Regions from separate parts of the Juglans regia genome. Here region 1 is linked to region 2. The links are chromatin contacts, called in public Hi-C maps. All regions are on one chromosome and are shown on one strand. The core of a region is the stretch at or near the end of the contact, and the rest is flanking DNA. Distances in the headings are between cores, read along the strand shown. Region 1 holds the start of LOC108985576 (mpv17-like protein). Region 2 holds the start of LOC108985574.

Evidence for each region. A called contact is a pair of places that touch in the nucleus more often than the background predicts.
Region 1: a contact with region 2 is called in a Hi-C map of leaf, with 5 times the contacts expected there. The contact joins the promoter of LOC108985576 here to the promoter of LOC108985574 in region 2. A contact is called at or near these places in 2 of 3 Hi-C or Micro-C datasets (both in leaf).

The regions. Positions count from the first base shown.
Region 1 is chr1:20,609,878-20,612,660 of Walnut 2.0, reverse strand. LOC108985576 (mpv17-like protein) reads right to left here and starts at 1,457. Exons shown (of 8, transcript XR_001995219.2): 1 at 962-1,457; 2 at 302-442; 3 at 98-211; 4 at 1-13.
Region 2 is chr1:20,481,321-20,484,020 of Walnut 2.0, reverse strand. LOC108985574 reads left to right here and starts at 1,290. Exons shown (of 2, transcript XM_018957917.2): 1 at 1,290-1,817. The coding sequence starts at 1,542.

The DNA.
Region 1 (2,783 bases), core at 208-2,707, 130 kb before region 2:
ATGGAAAAAGAGCCTGGAAACCAAAGTAAACGATTGCAGCCATCCACAGAAAATCAACAGATAAACCAACTGACCAAATATGAATCACAATTATCACCTCACAAAATTGGTAGTAATAATGAGAAAGGGAACCGTGGAGAGTAAACCCAACAAGGCCCGATCTGAACATGCGTGTCCGGTCAAACTCAAAAAGAGGCTTTCCTTCATAACACTGAAAATTCAGAAGGAAACAACTAAAGAATCAATCAAAGTATCTATGACCAGGACAAATCATTTAAGATAATCTCCTTCAAGCACATACTTGAGCGATCCAATCTCCTAGAGAATACACAATCCCACTTATTGCCATTTTGGCTAAAACAGGGTTTGCTTTGAGAGCTTGTTCGTAGGCAATCCAATTGTGTTCGGGTGCATACCTTAGAACCTCATAAAGGGTCCATCCCTGAGAAAATTAAAACAAAAAGTTGGTCTTGACAGGCAAGATACAATTACTGAAAGAGGCAACTTTGACATCATTTATGAATGGAAAACGGCATGAAAAGCGAACATAAGCTTTCAAAAGTTATCTAATCAATTTGATGATTACATTTGTCTGTCAATCTGATTTTTGGGCAAAATTTCCCGTACATGGAAATTGATTTCTGCAATATAGAAATCTATAACATTTAAACGGTTCCCAATCTCCCATGACAAAGAACATAAGTATGCTTAAAAAACAAAAGGATATCCAGGAAAATAATTAACCAAAATAATATCGCATTTATACGTACTCCGTACTCGAATGAAAAAAAACCGTAATTGACGATTCAAGGCTATTTTGCAAACCAAAAGTGAGAAAAGCGTAAAAGTATCATCAGCATCTATGCAATTAACTATGCAAAAGCCGATTCTCGTAAATACCCATGTCCGAAAATGGAGCGAGGAAAAATACAAGCAAAACTTAACATACGAAATCACTCACATGCCAGTAATCATAGTCAATGGTGAGCAACTTGCTGACGGCGAAGGTCCCAAATCCTAGAACAATAGAGGCATTGATAGCTTTGCTAACCAACCTATCAAAATCATCATCCTCTTCTCTCCCCTCAGAAGTAGAAAGAGGCTGAAGTTCTTCAGACCCATTTAGTAACAACCGGCTTTCTTCATCCTTGACAATATTAAGATTCTCCTTCACCGGAACAACTTCTCGGTCCTCTGTGACCGACCAAATGACACAGCTCCTTTTACGGGTTGAAAAGCTGAAATTGCTTAATGGGTTGGACTTGGTGAAGACTTGGGAGGAGAGCATAGATGGAGGAAAGTTAGGTCTCTGGGATTCTGCGATGGATTTGGTGAGCGAAGGGAGTTTATGGGGGGCGGTGATGCTAAGAGTAGCCATTGAAAATGGTGAGCCGCAGAAGAGAACAGAAGGGAAGGGAGAGAGACAGAGAGGAGAGAACTTTAAATAAATAAATACCGAATAGTATGAGTAATGCTTATCAGGCGATATATTATTCGAGAAACGATATTTGTAGTTGTGAATACGTAAGTTTCGTGTAATTATTTAAGATAAAAAATATAAAATTTATATGAAAAAAAATTAATATTTTTATATAAATTTTATTTTTTTAAAATAATAATATAATATTTATATATTTTACGATTATATATAATATTACTCGTATTATATATAGCATTTATTATTGAAATTCGATTTTCATTTTAAACTGATTTTCTTTTATTTTTAATTGAATTAAAGTCTGAAATTTTTAACTATTTTAATTTTTCCAATAGTTTTTAGTATTATTACCATACAGGCTATTGTTAGTTTTTATTTATTTTGAGCTTTAAATCTACACAAGAACACGTGTTTCATGTTTAAAATATATTTAACATAAAATAAAATAAGATATTTTATTTATAGATTGGATTTATAAGTATAATAATTAAGATTCTTATTATTTTTATTTTAAAATTAAAATGCATATGCTTCATATCTTAAAAACTTTTTTTTTTCAAATATAAAATCTGCATAAGAACAATATTTTTAATAAATTGCGTTTGTTTACATATAGATAAACTGTTTTATTTTATAATCAAAAGGTGATTTACATTATTTTGGTTTTTATTAATATTAAATATTGAAGATTATAAAGATTGTTGCAGCCTAAGCATTTGAGGATAAAAAGAAAAAAAAAATATATTTATCATTCTCTAAGCCAAATATTAACATGTGATTTGATTTGTTATTTTTATCTTTTTATTTAAAGAATTCTATTACATATAATTACTTTTACGTATTTTTTATACATTTCACTTATGTGATTATCTAAATCAATTATTTTATATTAAAAAAATAATGCAACTAATCACATTAATATAATGTATAAAGAATATATAAAAATAACTGTACACAAAATTTTTACATATTTTTTAAATATCAATATTTTTTAAATTTTAGAAGGAAAGATGTCTACGCAAAATGCATAAACACGTCCCGTATTTAAAAAAGTTGCGTCTCCTTTGGGGAAATGGTCTTCAAAATGAAGAACGAGCGAGCAATACAACCTTACTTTTTTCATAGTTTTTATGAAGCCACGTAGGTCTCCATCCCGCCGCTATTAAGGACAGTCGATACGAGGGGTTGTGCAGCTTGTGCTTTTACTTGGCAATTGTTATGTCGAGTCATTATCATTCAATTATATGGACTAATCCTTAAAAATGTCAAACTTTTAAATCTTGGTGAGTTTGGTTTCTAAACTCATCTAAACTCATCATTATAACTTTTTCAAATTCTAATACAA
Region 2 (2,700 bases), core at 41-2,540:
CAGCTTCTAAACCATGCGTAAACACCATCGAAAGGAGAGAGAAAGGAAAGGTAAAACAATAATAAAAAAGGGTGGTTCACGTGAGCCCAAATAAAGCAGGCCCAGATCTGACTCGTGGGCTGTGACCTGCGGACCACTACCTGATACTCATTCGACAGGAAAAGATCTGCCCAATTCAGACACGACGAGTGGAACATAAATCTGGTATGGTTTTTTTACCTGGACACGCGTCGAATGTGGTCCCATCGTTTGGGGAGACCCCACAGACACAGGGTGCACGTGAAGGATGGAGTGGGGGACCACATCATAGAGAGGTGCAATGTTGTATACGTCATTAATTAGCTTAGGCTGTGTTTGGCAGACTTCATTATTATTTATAAACAATATATTATTATTTACTATCGTTATAAATTATTTCACTATAATTTATAAATAATTTAAGGCCTCGTTTATTTTTAAAAAATATCTCATATCATCTTATCTTATTTTATTTAATAATTATAATTTTTTTAACTTCTAATATAAATTAAATAAACAATTCAATTTTTTTAAATCTTAAAATAAAAATAATATTAAAAAATTAATTTTATTCATATAAATCACATATTTTATTCACATTTTCCAAAATAATTACGCTGCAACTATTAAATTCACGATTAGATATATCTTTTTTCGTTTCTCCGAATATAATGAATTCCGTGGAGTTTCAAATTTTTACTAACCCAACTTTGGTTTTCTAATAATTGTCATCTTGCGTCAATTGGGCTTTCTTGCGTAAGCAAGGACCGTCCCATTGGTTCAATTGCAATTGCCACCATATTTACACACAAAACCACTTATAAAAAACAAAAAACAAGTTAATAATCACAACACTACTAAAGTATAATATTGTACATCAATATGCACCGCCAAAATTATCGGTGAGTTTTAAAATATATAAGTCTCGTATATTTTTTTTTTAAATTATAAAAAAATTGAATTTTTCATATATTTCAAATTTCTTATACTTTAAAAAAAAACAAGATATATATTAAGTATTTTGTAATTAAACCTTATTTGGTCAGATTTTCTCTATTTTAATTTGAAGTTATTAAAAATATTATATAAATAAAATCTACATCTTCTTGTTAAATTAGATTTAAAAAAATAAATTTTATTATTTATATTATATTATCAACAAAATAAATCATGCATATAACGTAAGCAAAAGATGGTATTTAGTACAAGTATTTTTTCGATATAAAAGCTGCAGCTCCACCCGAAACTTTTTAAGCCCAATAGCCCAGAGCTCTCTTACCAATCTCTCTCGTAAAGGCTCTGAAAAAAATAAATAAGTAAAATCCCTTTTTCTCCTCTCTTCGTTGTTCTTTTTGTGGCAGTTCTAAACCTGTTCTAGCTAGGCGAATATATATTAAGTTCGATCCTCGACGAGCTAACCACTGTATCATTTTGAAAGAATGACTTGTTCTGGCCGGTTTCACTCACTTCCCTGCCTTTCATCTGTTTCCTCAGCTTACTGCTAAACTAAGCCTCAGCTTCTGATGGGTGGTGACGAAGATAGATGGGGAGTGGTACCACCAACATTGGCTCCGCTAAACGGAGAGAGAGAGGAGCAATGGAGGCACTTGTACAACTCAGTGAATGCTGTATCTTTTGGGCTCGTCGCCACTGCCATTCTCATATCAATGTTCCTTGTTATGGCTATCTATGAGAGGTTTCTGAGGGCCAGATCAACATCTTCCGCCGAAAGGCCACGTACGGATCTCGAGGCCGCCCAGATGGTTTTCCATGGAAAGCTTGATTACCCTTCTCCCAAAGTATGCTCTCTCTCTCTCTCTCTTCTGTGTGCGTGTGAACTGCAAAAGCAATGTGGACCTGCTAACATGATTGTGACGGTTCATGGTTCCAATACTGTTATCTTGTGCGTAATTATAGCTCATTATGCATGTTGACTGGTCATTCTTCCTGAAACTACATGAATTGGGTTATGAAGTTACATGATTTCTAAGGCAGAAATTTCTCTATCTATTTCAGTCATTTATATCTATTTATTAACGCCATTCAGCAGTTCTTTATGTTTAAAGGAAGCATTATTACACATATTATTACAACAAATACATAGAGATCATATGTGTGTGTATGTATTCATTACTACTTTATGCGTTTGTTTTTCAACGGTGGTCAGAAGAAAAGGAAAGAAAAAAAAGTTGTTTTCCAGCGGGAAAAATTAAAAGATAGCACATCTGAAGACACAGAAGCAATTCCAGGGCCATCTCACTCACGGACAATCAGATGGTAGACCACCCTATATTGACTTGTCCATGCTGCAATGACCTAATGTTCTTTAACAACTGATATTTCATCTCAACATCAAACATGGGCTTTTAAATCAGTCAGTTCCTGTACTCAACCTTGTTCCTAAAGAATCGACAGTTTTTGACTTATTTGATTGGGCAAAAACATAAATTTTGGCGAAAATCTTAACAATCAGATTTAAATAGAGAGGTGTAAAGTGAAACCTATTAAAAAGGCAGAGTATATTATAAAATCTTTCAAAATTTATGGTGTATATTTTTTGTTAGAGGAATGCTAGTTATCATCTCACACCACATATTTTATATATTTTAATATTATTTTTTATTATTTTTTATTTTATTTTATTCTTATTAAACTAATTGAGTTGTTTTATTTATTATCCAT